2 separate regions of the Mus musculus genome follow, and region 1 is linked to region 2. A link is a contact called in public HiChIP or PLAC-seq data. All regions are on one chromosome and are shown on one strand. The core of a region is the stretch at or near the end of the contact, and the rest is flanking DNA. Distances in the headings are between cores, read along the strand shown. Region 1 overlaps Arhgef28 (Rho guanine nucleotide exchange factor (GEF) 28). Region 2 has its middle 19 kb from the start of Gm33390.

What was found. HiChIP or PLAC-seq counts read pairs in DNA pulled down with a chosen protein or histone mark.
Region 1: a contact with region 2 is called in a FOXA1 HiChIP or PLAC-seq map of pancreatic cancer cells. The contact joins two enhancer-like sites. A contact is called at or near these places in 1 of 115 datasets of contacts at active chromatin or transcription factors (pancreatic cancer cells) and 1 of 9 other capture datasets (embryonic stem cells).

The regions. Positions count from the first base shown.
Region 1 is chr13:98,118,257-98,125,310 of GRCm38.p6, reverse strand. All of the region lies in intron 2 of Arhgef28 (Rho guanine nucleotide exchange factor (GEF) 28), which reads left to right. Among named protein-coding and RNA genes, the nearest start is that of Gm34469, 50 kb to the left of the region's middle. Within about 2 kb of position 4,595, at least 32 of the 459 cell types and tissues checked have an H3K27ac peak or open chromatin away from gene starts, as enhancers often do. A contact at or near this core is called in pancreatic cancer cells, where this site is marked.
Region 2 is chr13:97,276,669-97,283,775 of GRCm38.p6, reverse strand. No RefSeq gene overlaps it. Among named protein-coding and RNA genes, the nearest start is that of Gm33390, 19 kb to the left of the region's middle. Within about 2 kb of position 1,460, at least 31 of the 459 cell types and tissues checked have an H3K27ac peak or open chromatin away from gene starts, as enhancers often do. A contact at or near this core is called in pancreatic cancer cells, where this site is marked.

The DNA of each region.
Region 1 (7,054 bases), core at 3,346-5,845, 840 kb before region 2:
AGCAACCACATGGTGGCTCACAACCATCCGTACACCTCCTCTGGTGTGTCTGAAGACAGCTACAGTGTACTTACATATAACAATAAATAAATCTTTGGGCTTGAGTGATATAAATAAATAAATCTTAAAAAAAAAAAAGATGCCATGGTACACACAGCTTCCCTGTAGGTTCCACCCCCTCAACCCCATCCTCTCTCTCCTTTCTTGCTGTTCCTGTTTGCGGGCAGCAAATAGCATTCTTCTGGGCATGCTCATAAGTGATGTGCAGTCGGGACCCTTGACTTGAGTGAATAGGGGTATGTGCCCCTTGAGGAATTTAAAGACAAAGTCCTGGAGTCCAGAGCTGCTTTTTCTATGCAAACTGGTGCCTGAGTTAGGATCACATCTGTTTCATGAGATCTGGCACTCTTGCTGACCTGGGTCCTCTGCCGAGAATGTGGGGTTTCCCTGTTGCCTGCTCCTCAAGGGAGATCACCCATGCTGCAGTCTGCATGAGCCCCTGTCTAGGTGATATCCCTCTGGGGTCTTGCCGGTCCTAGTTGGTCCTAGTTGGTTGATTATAGCTGCCTGTAACCAGATCTAGCGGAGAGGCAGATGTAGAAGTCTGAGATATGGAGGGTACTTTTGCTCTGTGGTTATAGAGCTGCTATATACATATCAGCTGTGTTTAGCAACGGCAGCGGGAGATAAGCGGGTGGCTGTGGTTTGGCCACTCGAGAGTCTGGTGAGGATATTAGTTCTGCCTCTGTCCAGGAAGTGGCAATCTTAATCAGTATGAACTAGGAGGAGGCTGGCCCGTGAGCTGACTGGCGAGTTCTAGCTGAAAAGACCTCAGAGAGGCCTGGGGACTAAATCTGAACAGATACTGGGGGATTCCCTTGTGCAAGTATAAGCTTTGTCATAAGTATTGCTGAGTGGAGTCATATGTTCAGTTTCGGGTTTGTAACTGACAACGAATGTGCTAGGGTGAGCGTGTGGCAGAGGACTCTGTTTTCTTCATCACCACTTGGGTTTGCACTCATGTCGTCAGGCTTAGCCACAGCCACCGTTACTGGCTGAGCCATCCTGCTGACAACGAATGTTTCCTTTTACATGTCACGTCTTTGGTGCTGTATGTTAATACTCTTTGTCAAACATGGAATCCTGTTGATTCTCATTTTCTTCTAAACATCTTCAGTTTTGCATTTACATTAATCCAGGATGCTGGGGAGTTAAATTTTAAGCTAGGTATGTGTTATCTTTTGAATACGTGTTTCAATTGTTACAATGAATTGTTACAGTACAATTGTTCAGTTAAAACAATGTATCTATTGTTCAGCACCATTTGTTGAGAAGATCATTTGTTTTCCTGTATCGAACTGCTGTTGCAGTGTTTTACTATAAAAATGTCTCCTACATTTAATGAGACTGGAATTTGCTGGTCCCCACAGCCAGAGTAAATAATAGACCAGGAGGTCACTTAAGACCTACAACTGCCATCCTACTGTGTGCTCAGCCTGCTTGTTTAACAGGATTTTTTTGTTGTTGTTGTTTGGTTGGTTTGTTTTTGTTTTTGTTTTTGTTTTTGTTTTTGTTTTTTTCGAGACAGGCTTTCTCTGTGTAGCCTTGGCTGTCCTGGAACTCACTCTGTAGACCAGGCTGGCCTCAAACTCAGAAATCCACCTGTCTCTGCCTCCCGAGTGCTGGCATTAAAGGCCTGCGCCACTACCACCCGTGTTTAACATGTTTTTGTTTTGTTTGTTTGTTTTTTGTTTTTTAAAAGAGAACAATGTAACAACTTTTATTTGGACAGAAATGGTTTCTCTTTAAGTAGCCTGGAACACATTGTGCTTGTGAGATGCTAAGGGAGAGAGTAATAAATAGTCCTGCTGGACACAGGTGTTTTGTTGTTGTTGTTGTTGTTGTTGTTGTTTTGTTTGTACTGATGTAAGGTGCCAAATGAGGATGCCCTTACTGCTATTCATTTTTCTTTACCTCTTGGTACAATGGATGCTTTTTCTTCTCTATGAATGGCTTGGTATCTACAGGACCAGGACCAGGACCAGGCTAGGTCCTGCTAAAGCTTGCCTGATTTCTGCAATGGGCAGGGTCTGTGGTTTCCTGCAAACTTGGCCCAGTTTGTATAGAGCTCTTCCTTGTAAGCCAGTGAGAAAAAGTCGAAGCTAGGCATCTGGAAAGGGCAAAGATTTCGGTGAGCTTTCCCCTGAGCTCTCAGCATGCCAGGCACATAGGACAGGAAAGTCTTCACGCAGCAGCTCCTGGGCCAGAGTCATGCTTCCACTGCTCGCCTGCATTCTGGGCTCATTACCCAGGGCATGGGCTGGCTTCCTTTTCCCTTCTCTCTCTCAGGAGGCCAGACTCATTGCCCAAGCAAACCAAAGATCAGTTCCAGCCACTCAGATAGCAATCAGTGGGTTGTACAACACTATAGCTCTCTTCTGATCCTGGATAGCATTACTTTGTGTATTGATTGGCTAAAAATAATTATTTAGATATAAACAAAATGAGCACTGGTAAAAGAGGGGTTTCTTTATTTACCATTTCTTGTAGTATCCCCACATGTAATTATATGCCCTTTCTTATTCATTCGCAAATGGAGGAAATGTAATAACCCTAAAGGAACCAATTAAATTCCCAGGTAGAGAATATATGTTTATTAAAAAATTTGATAATATTGCTGTTATTTTAATTGTGAAAAAATTAACCTTCCTATCGAAGTTTTATCAGGGGCTACACTCATTGCCCAAACAAGCCAACAGATCAGTTCCAGCCACTCATAGACAGCCATTCTCCTGGGACTACTGGCATTTCACATCAGCATTTTAAAGCATTTTTCCCCTTATATCTGCCTCCCCTCTCCCCTTCAACTTCCCCTCTTTCCTCTTGTTTTCTGGCTGCTGACTGCTGTTGAGGGTCCAGGACAAAGGGTCAGATCGCAGTAGAGACAGTTTTCTTACTGACACAACTGAACTTTGCCTCTTGGGAGTCTAGAAGGGTGGGCTCTGCAGGCACAGATTGTGGCGGACAGTGAGCATGAAGAGAGGAAATAGGTTACCAGTGTCTTTCCAGTCTGTTGGCTTCGAGTCTGAACACGTAGAGGTTTCTAGTAGAGGTTTCTCCCAGATGAGGTCATAAGGTATGTGTGAAGCTTACCACTCAGAAAGCTGAAAAAAAAAATGGAAGCATGTCATTTTGGGTGTCAGCCAGGATTGCCCATCGAGAGTGTGTATTGTGTATAAAGTCACCATGGACTTTCCATGGTGAGTCAAATATTCTCTATTTTTGTCTGGAAGGAGGGGATATGGATTAATGTAGAGCTCGGGTGAAAGAAGCCTTGCTCTGATACTCTTCATGAAACATGTTTGCTGTAAGAAGAAGAGGAAGGGAAGGGAATGGGGGAGACAACATGAAAGGCAATGGATGTCTTTAAACAGAAATCATTAGTTCATCAGTTCACTGTGAGGGAAAATGAAGGTAGAGGAGAGGTTGTACTGGCCTTGGATTTTAGCTGTAAATAGGATGGTTTTCCTTGGGAGACTCAGGTCAAGCTGTCTTCCAGAGCTGAAGTGTTTGGCTCCTAAGTATCCTAGTTTCCTCCCAGGGATAAGGAGAGGGGTGGTTAGTAGTTGGCCACGTCAAGTCCACTGGGTCAGCAGTGGGCATGAACTATAATTATCTTTGGGATCAGTTAGTGAGGTGATCAAGGTCATTTGCATAGAAAAGGAAACAAGGGGATTTGAAGGGCAGAGGATTCAGCTTCGAGGTTTGCGTGTTGTGGGATGGTGACTTGGAGATGACAGAGCTCCAGCATCCGTGTTGGGATCACCAAGTTGGATGAAAAAGCTGAAGGTGTGGGAAAAAAAGGTGGTAAAACCAAAGTTAATCGTAAACCCATCATCTCCAAAGTGTGCTGAGCATTGGCAAGTATCCACTGGGGGCTACCTAGCATCAGGCTAGAGTGCCTGGGAAAATCCAAGCTCAGGGGAGACAACAATGCCAGCTAAGACCGTTAAGTGTCTAATGATCCACACCGTGGTGTGGATAGCAACATCTGGGCATACTTCTTTGTTTGTGTGTTTATGATTCCACATGTATGTGTGTTTGTTTAGATAAATGATATGCATTCGATTATTAGATGTGCATGGATCTCCACCTAATATCTTTGCAAATATGTATGTGCATGCCACCTTTGCCCTGATGAAAATTCAGAGCTCCTCTGGCGTGCCCAGGCTCTTTGACTGCCCTTCCCTGTCTTTCTACTCCCCCAAAGTAAACTTTGTTTCAATTTCCATCATCAGAGATTAATTTCATAGAGTAAATATTTGAGCCGAATGTTTTTCTTCATAACAAGCTAGTGTTAAAGGAAAGTAAAGTTTCTCAGACTGTGTGGTGTTTGCATGGAGGGCTTTATTATTGTCCTCCAAGTGGCTGCGCCCTGAGCTTTATTAACTCCTTACGGCTCAGATGGAAAACACTTCTCCCCTTGGGTGAGTCACATCCCGTATTGTAAGCAATAGAACTCGGCGTTAGACAGACCGTGATGTAGATGGGAGAGGGCTGGAAGCCCAGGCTGAGAACAGAGGCAGGAACGAATGGCACAAGGCCCTGCCATTGAAACTGTAGAGTCTGCACAGGCCACAATTGCTCCAGAGCTAGTCCAGTGGCTCTGAGGTGCTTTGCTGACTCCCTCCCATGTGGCTTCCTGCAACTCTTTGTGAATAGTCTCTAAGGACTCAATCTTTGTGTTGTTCTATTCAAATTCACAGCCTGGGAAGGAACAGCTGAGCCTAGGTCACATGACTTCCAGGGAGCAGGGAAGGAAATGTCCATTGTGAGGTAGGGTCTCTCCTGCCACCAAGACCTACTCACTCACAATGGGCGAGTCCCTCCAATAGGAAGGCAGTGTGGATGTCTTTCAGACAAAAGAGAAACAAAAGAAAAACTACCGAAGGCAAAGCTTCACCACGCAATCAGGCTTCTCTTATTCTTGTTATTTTATCACTAGTTCAGGGATGTTTAGAAATGAAGCCTTACTGAAAAGGTGGGTTTCAACTAAAGATCACAGCACATTCTAATACAGTCTAATACACAGTACATTGTATGGCGGATCCCAAGTGCAGCGAGGAACAATAAGCTGTTCTTTGTTTGTTGGAGCCCCTAACAATTAACCCTTAAATGTGGGGCTTTGGATTTTCAAAGAAAGCTGTTCTGATGTTGTCCACAAAGTTAGGCTAACAATGTAAAGAAATTTTACTTTTTCTGTGACTGACAGGTGATGTGCCTGCCAATCAGAGTTCCTCACCATACACTTGAGTGATGCCCCTTACAATATGGGTTGCTTTCAGCTTCATTTTAAGAAAGAGGAGAATCTTGTCTCCTTTAAACTGCATGGTCTTTTGGAATAAAGACCAATCTGAATTTGATTCACTTGCCCTTAGGAAGTTATTTTAGTTACTTTTTTTATTGCTGTGATAAGACGCCACAACCGAGGAGGCAACTTATAAGAGGAAGCATTTAATTGGGCTTAGAGTTTCAGAGGATTAGAATCCACGACTAGCAGGGAAATGACACGGTGGCATAAATATCTAAGAGATTATATCTTAATGTGCCAGTAGGAGGCAGAGAGAGCTAACTCAAAAGTGTGCTTTGAAACCACAAAGCCCACCCCATGACACACCTCCTCCAATAAGGGCCACCTCCTAATCCTTCCCAAACAGTTCCACCAACTGGGCACCAAGAAGTCAAACATGAATTTATGAGGACTATTTTCATGCAAACTACCACAGAAGATAAAAAAATCTCAGGGAGTGATAGGGTTCCCCCCCCCCCTTTAACTGATAAGCGACCATCCACCAAATATCTTTATTTCCTAAATTAATCCTAACCATTAATTTGTTTCCTAAAGTAATAATGAATTACCTGAGAAATACTGCTTTGTGACAATTTCTTCCTCATTAGTTGAAATAATTGTTCCGGAGACGAAGATACCAAGATCTGTAAGTGTAAGTGTTCTAGTCATGTTATAAAACAATGTGTGGCATCTGTGTAGATCTCTCTCTCTCTCTCTCTCTCTCTCTCTCTCTCTCTCTCTCTCTCTCTCTCTCTCTCTCTCTCTCCTTTCATTCTTGACCATGAGCCCATGGCTTTGTGCATGCTAGGCAAACACTCCAACACTGTACCTTATCCTTCTATTTTTGGAGACAGAGTCTTGCTTTGTAGCCCAGGCTGTCTTGGACTTACTATATAAATTAGGCTGCTCTGAAACGTGAGATCTTGTGTGTGACTTCTGCCTCTCTGATGTGATGTAAGGATGCTCCACACACCCAGCATCCACCATATGAATGATATGTAAATAGTTCTTGTATCGCTTAGGGACTAATGACAAGAGGAAAGTCTAGCCATGTTTGTTGCAGACACATTTTCTTTCCAAATACTTTTCATCTGAGGTTTGTTGAGTCTATAGATTCTGAGCTGGCGCATATGGTGAGCTGACCATATTGTCAATGCAGAGACCTGAATTTGAACCAGAGTCCGCCATCCCTTATTACTTTTCTGTGTATGATTTTACACACATTGCACAGCTGTGTGGGCCAAGGTTTGATTGTGCTTGTTATTTTGACTTGAGCAAATTTGGGTGCAGATAAGGCTACTGAAACAAGGTCCCACTTCTCCAAGCAAGGGTGTCTTGCTCAAGCTGTGTTTGCTGGAGAGCACTGTGGCCCCAGGGAGATCCTCAGGCAGCCAGCAGAACAGCTTGTGTTTATTGCTGTTTCCTTGTTATGGAAACACCACCTCTCTTACATGGCCAACCCCAGATGCCACAGTTCTTGGTGACATTCTTCAGACTTCTTCGTGTATGTTTTTCTAGGTTGTCTACATTCATATCAGTGCTCAGAGATTAAGGTCGTTTGAAGGAGTCCTTGGGGGAAAATGTTTGTCTTCGCTTATTGAATTTGGCTTAGCAGTACTTAGTTAAGCTAAATCCTAAGTACAAAATTTGCACGTTCTGAGTCTTAGGAAGTTCATGTTTAGACTGAGAATCTTTCGACTAAAG
Region 2 (7,107 bases), core at 211-2,710:
GAAGGAGTCTTCCAGGGGCTTTGCACAACGTCATAAGAACCACCATGGAAGATCTGTCATGAGGCTGTGGGCACCAAACATGGAGATGGAAAGCTGTGTGTGTGTGTGTTCCTCTGCAAACAGGGAATCAGCTCTTATCTGGGGAGTCAGAGCACCTCAAAATTCTCTCCCTGAAAAGTTCCATAAAAGGGTAGGCACACGTTTAGCTGTTTCTTCTTTTCTTATCTCTCTTATTTTCTTCTTTTTTTTCCATCTCAAATCTCTCTTTTATATTTTCATTTGTCCTCCTTGTTATATTTGGAAGACCAATGCTTTATCCCTCTGCTACTCAAAGCTCATTACAGAAGAAAGACTACCTCAGCTTCTGAGAAGATGCCCTCTCATTTCTTCATTCAAACAGTGTACAGTTATTTTCATGAAACGTTCCTAAGAGAGAGAGAGAGAGAGAGAGAGAGAGAGAGAGAGAGAGTCGGTGCTTAAGACTTACCAGGCCAAGGACTTCCTCACAAGGACCCGAAGTCCCAACTAGACCATGAGCTAATCATCCTGTAAACTCCCTTTAGCTTCCTCAGAGTGCAGGTGCAATCTCATTTGAAAGATTAAAATCTCTCCGTTTGCACTCGGGTCAGCTCCTAGCCACGTGCTCAATAACTGTTAAGTGCAAAGAAGTACAAGGTGCTTTGGGCCTCTAAGTTGAATTCCAAGAATTTTGAGTTTACAAAAGGCAAGGAAGTGGGGATTTCAGAATGACAGATATGCTAAGTGGGAGCATTGATTAGGAATCTCAGAAAACCGAGCCTGGGGGAGGGGGAGAGCGTCTCCAGAAAGCCCGCCTGGCTTGCGGTCGTTTCTTAATGTGTGCTAACCTGTGTTTTCAGGAAAGCGCTATTTGCATGCATTTGGTTTTCTAAGGGGCTTTAAAAGGCGCTTAGTTGGGGTTTCAAATGTCTGCCTAAAGCGAAGCCTGTTTTCATCACTCAGGCCAAGTACAATCTTCTTGAACTTAGTGAGTGCTAAAGAAATCAAAGAACATGCACCTGTACCTGCAGGGTTTGCGTAAGTACGTGTATGTGTGCTTGCGTGCTTGCGTGCTTGCGTTCGTGCGTCCGTGAGTGCATGAGTGTGTGTGTGTGTGTGTGTGTGTGTGTGTGTGTGTGTGTGTGTGTGTGTGTGTGTGTGAAGCTGGAATGAAAAATCTAAAGGAAAAAAATAATAAAGCGTTTAGTAGGTTACAGAGCTATCAGTATTTGGTTCTGTGCCAAGAGTTCTTTCTCTAGTTTAGATCACACCGGAAAAATTCATCCATTAAACAAATATTTATTCGGCACCCAGTGCATACCAGGCCTCTTTCTGGTCTTGGTACTGGCGAAATGGCGAGAAGTAAACTGGATAAGCCCTCGGAGCTCTCATGGGGCTTAGTACAACAGGACAAGATGGGATTGTGGGTAGGAGTAAGAACGCGCTACAAGCTGTGGCCGTGAGCAGGGTGAGAGGTCCAGCGAAAGCCAAGGACTGCATGTAGGAGGGAAAGATGCTTGTCTGAAGCCTGGAAGATGGCTAGGAGGGAGGAGAGGGGCCGGTCTAATCTTTCTCCAGCTTTTCCCGGATGTCTTATAATGAATGGCCTTCTCTCTCCAGACTCTGCAGCGCGCCTGCCCAGTCTGCTCATTTCAGCTAAGAGCGCTGTAAACTTTCCATGTAACAACTTCTGATGTCACTGATCACTGTAGCCAGGCAATGATGGGTCCGTAAGAATTAGGATTTGGAGTCCCTAGCCTCCAGTCTTGGAGGGCTCTAAGCGTCTGGCTTCCCAAGTGAAGCTAAAGGGATGCAGGGGTGGCCAAAAAGGACTGAAAAGTGGCTCAGGGAACATGACAATCGGAAGCTTTTCAGGCAATTGAAAAGGAAACAGGGAAGGGAAAAAAAAACCCCTACGTTACCTATGTAACTGGATAATTCTCAATTATATACCACAGACTTCATTGTAATGACTCCGCTTAAATGATGTCAATATCTAAAAGTTCTGGAAAACTCAGCCATTTCCCTTAGTGGCATTTTTTTTTCTGTCTTTCCCCAGAACGGGATCCCTGTTGTTCACTCATTTATCCTATAGCCTGTGCCCTGATGTGTTATTAGTGATAGCTTCAAGTTTTTTTTTTTTTTTCAAGTTTTATAATGTGTGTCTGTCTGCTTTCTATCAGTCTAATACCCAAGGTAATTAACATGTAAAGAGAAAGGGCTTGATCTGACTCCCGGTGTCAGAGTTTCCATCAGGCCTTTAATGTCAATGTCTGGCAGGGGTTTGAAACATCTCAGGATGGAGTAAAACCATTCATTTCATGAGGAAGAAACAAAATCAGAAAGAACAAGAGTAGAGGTCCCACTCTGTCCTTCAAGAGAGGACCCCTACTGTGATTTAAGTTCAGAGTGTCCCCTTCCAGGCCTCTCATAGGACAGCTCTGTGAGACCTTTGAGACTAACCTAAGCCTTCTCCTCCCTAACATACAATGAAGTAAAATGACCCTGTCACACTGTCCTACCCTGAGAGCTCAGCCACGCCTTCCTGCCATGATGCACCTAAACTTCTGAACACAGAAATCAAAATGAACCCCTTGTCCCTTTTTGTCTGATCGTAGCAACGGGAAAGAAAATGAACACAACCTCTGAGACCTGACTCCCTCACTAGTCCCTACCTCTCAAAAGTCCTTTCAGACCTCGGGCGTGGCGGCGCACGCCTTTAATCCTAGCACAGAGGCAGAGGCAGGCGGGTTTCTGAGTTCGAGGCCAGCCTGATCTACACAGTGAGTTCCAGGACAGCCTCGAAAATCCAAAAAAAAAAAAAACAAAACAAAACAAAACAAAACAAAAACAAACAAACAAACAAAAAAAAAACAAGTCCTTTCAAGCCTTAATATGTTATCTTGGGGACCAGAGCCGTCCCACATGGACCTTTAGGAGACAGTCAAGATACAAATCATAGCACGATTTTGAAAGTAGGTTTTGTTTGTTTTAAATTAATTAATTAAAAAAGAAAAAAGAAGAAAATTATAGTTTACATTTGGCTCTTTTATTTTCCAGACTATCTCCAGCCACCAGAATCTTGCTTTTTCTTCCCTCTTTCTTTCTTTCTTTCTTTCTTTCTTTCTTTCTTTCTTTCTTTTTTTTTTTTTTTTTTTTTGACAATGTCTCCACATAACCTGGTTGGTCTTGAACTCAAAAAGATTGGACTGCCTCTGTCTCCCAAGTGTTGGCATTAAAGATGTGTGCCACCACACCCAGCCTTTTTTCTTTTTAATATAAGTGACTGTTCCACATAGAATTCCGAAGGCTGATTTCCCTCCATTTAGCCCTCTGCCGGCGCATCCTCTCCCTGTGACATGTGTAAGTGAACCAGGGCACAGTGTTTGGCCAAGGGACCACCGTCCACCTCACTGTTCAGTGGGACGTTGAAGGTACCCAGCAGCCTCCCTTATATCCAGAAGTGTCTTCAGCTGCTGAGGTGAGTTCTACAGGAGAGATCCTGGAAGCTGCACAACTGGGCTAAATGATAACCCTTTTAGAGATTTCTGAGGCTTACAACAGACATCAGCTCATGCTCCCTTGACAATGTACAAAAGCCCCACGTAGTCACACCCCTGTCGGGCATGGCATTGCATGTTCTCAGCCCTTCCTAATTTGCTAGGCAAAGGGGGAGAGAAAGATGATATCGTGTCCTAATTTACATTCTCTGCGGCTGATCATTCTCCTGTATACATCATTTTTATTTCCTTTTAGATGTACATTTTTTTCTATTCTTAGTTAGCTATCTTTTATACTTTTAAAATTCTCTTTGCTGTAATCCCAGCACTCAGGAGGCAGAGGCAAACAGATCTCTGTGAGTTCAAGGCCAGCCTGGACCATAGTGAGCTCTAGGTCAACCAAGACCCTGCCTGTCTTGCCAGGCGGTGGTGACGCACGCCTTTAATCCCAGCACTGGGGGGGTTGGGGGGGGGAGGCAGGTGGATTTCTGAATTCGAGGCCAGCCTGGTCTACAGAGTGAGTTCCAGGACAGCCAGGGCTACACAGAGAAACCCTGTCTTGAAAAACCAAAAAAAAAAAAATTGTCTTAAATTTTTACATACAGAATCACTCATCCTATGTCAACTCTGATCTGTAATCTTACCACCAATAATATAGCTTTCATTTGAGATAGTCTTAATTGAGATACAACACAGTTCATTTTTGTTTCAAAATAATTCAATTCCTACTAGGTATTCCTTATAGAGAGATTCTATTATTATTTAGACTGGCTGGCCTGAAACTCACTATGTAGAACACACTGGCCTCTAACTCAGAGGTTTTTCTACCTCTGCAGTTAACATTAACGGCCTTTGAAGCCATACCCAGCTGCCTGGTTAAGTTTAGATACATGGACACCTGTATGTTTATATGTGAGAATAGACACATATGTACATAACACAATGAGTAAACAGAAATAAGGAGAGAAGATAAAAATGATTTTTTTTTTATCTAGTCACCAGTTCAACAGAAAAACTTGGTTGAGTTGTAGGTTTCAAATATTCATAGAGGGTTCAAATGCTACTCACAGAAATGGAAGGAAGGAAGGAAGGAAGGAAGGAAGGAAGGAAGGAAGGAAGGAAGGAAGGAAGGAAAGAAAGAAAGAAAGATAGAAAGAGAGAGAGAGGAATGTAGAATAAATATACTAAGTAATGGGAACGTTTTACTTTTTAAGATTTCTTTTCATGTCTGTGCGTGTCTGCTTGCAAATATGTATGTGCACCACATGCAGGTTTGCTGCTCTCACAGGTCCAATGAAGGCATCGGGTCCCTGGAAATGGAGTTGCAGACAGTTGTGAGCTGCCTGATAGGGGCTGGAAAGTGACCTGGAGCCCCTGCAAAAACAGCAGTGATCCTCAGCGCTGAGGTCTCTCCAGCCCAAGAACATTAAAAAAAAAACCAAAAAACAAAAAACAAGGCAAATATCTATCTTCTTGTTTTAAATTACTTAAACATTTGTGTTTTGATTTTACTAAAAGCATCTTTGGGTTCTCATTTGCAATTGCCTTCAGATCTAGTTTCTGAGTCATCTTCATTTTTGTCCCAGCTTATCTCACCCAGGTTTAGGGTGGCTCTAGTCACCTATTTTGACTTGAACTACTCTGAGAGGGTTTCAGTGGTCGATGTTCCTTCTTTCCATGCCCAGAGAACTGTAAGCACGGATCTCAAACTGTAAGTTCAAAGGACATTTTGGGAAAAGTGCAACTGTCCTTTGATATCCTCAGAGCACTGGCTCCTGGAAGCCGCAAGGATACAACCTCTCAGGTGATCAAGTCCATGTGCAAACTGGCATTGCAGCTGCCTAGAGACCGTGTACAGCATATGACAGCACCTCCAAATCACTTACCATACCTAGGACAGGCCAGCAAGATAGCTTAGGGTAAAGGCCGCTGTCACCAAGTCTGACAACCCGAGTTCAATCCCCAGAACTCTGGTGCTGGAGTTGAGAGGCTCAAATCCCACAAGCTATCCTTTGACCAGTGCACCAATGTGAGCGTGCACAGGAGCACAGACAGACAGACAGACAGATGTAAAGAACCATATACTTAGTACAATGTATATGTGTATTACGTAGGAATCCAAATACCCTCTCAAGTTCCACGTGTTTGTTAAAAGTCTTTGTCTCCAGCCTGGGGAGTGTGTGTGTGTGTGTGTGTGTGTGTGTGTGTGTGTGTGTGTGTGTGTGTGTTCGAAGCACGCACTTTTAGCAAGTGGACTTCAGTTGTAAGAAGTTATCTAATTGCTGCCGTTCCTTTGAAGGAGCTATTGGTCCCTCCGAGCCTCTCTTAGCCCTTTTGCTTCCCAGCTACCGTGAGGGTTTTCACCACGGGTTCCCACCAGGATGAAGAGTGAGTAGAAAACTTCACTTCCAAGGAGCCAGATCAAGCTTTCTTCTGTGCCCTCCTCTTCTTCCTCTCACTCCTGAGGTGAGGAGACCAAAGCCAAGCATCCCCTGTGTTTGGCAAGTGCTCTCCCATTGAGCTTTAGACCCAGCTCCCTTTTCTGTTCTTGAGTTGATGCTTTCAGGACTTTGCTGCTCTAATGGAAAGCTTATGACATGCTAAGCTAATCGCTGCTGCAACGTGTTCTTTAGGGAATAACAGCAAGGAAGAAGTCTACACATGCAGAGTACAGGCGAGGACGCTCTTCCTAAATATTTCAACCCGCCGGTTGAATCTGCAGGTGCTGATTACAGGGCTCAGCTCACAGAGCATCTGAAGGTACAAACAAGACCAGGCTCACCTGTCTACGACTGTTCCTGAAAGTATGATCTGCACCCCAAAATGAAAGTCATGATCCCCCAAGATGAGTCAGAGAAATCCATGTTGAGTCCTTGCCCATAGATCAAATACTTTGATTTGTTTTTTTTTTTTTCAGAGACTTGGAAAAATTGGATAACATGAAAACTAAACTGGTGTTAGTTTTAAAACCGGTATGAGTGGTTATGGGGGGGAGGGGGTGTGTGGTTGTTTGGTTTAGTTTGGTTTCAATTTGTCCATGCTTATACTCTTATACAGCTCTGAGCACCCCTTTTTTGGTGGAAACATGGCTAGGAAAAAAAATCTGCAAAAGTAATGCTACAAATGAGGACATGATTACAGTGTGTCCCTTTCTGACTACAATGTGCCCTTGTCGATACACGTGTTTATACATTCCTAAGATGCTTGTCCTGGAAAGTAGACCCAGCGATGGGATTGATTATTCGTTTGCAAAACGCTCTTGGGCATCTCAGGAACAGCAAGCTATTGTCTTCTGAGGATCAATAACCTCTCTCTCTAATCGCCAGAAGAAACCCTGGGCATTAGAAAAAAATCATCAGCAAACCCATGAAAAGCTATGCAGGCTGCTCATAACAATCTACGGGAGGAACCAGAGCAGAACAAAAAGAAATGTTGGTCATATGCTAGGAGATGAGCGGAAATGGAAATGCAGCACACAGCCCAACAGAGGTCTGCCTGGGATTCAGGTGTGCAAATGACGCACTCCCATCTCCTTCGTATTGACTCTTGGGAATGCAAATTACTCCAGGGCTGGAGCAGCCATCCCTGA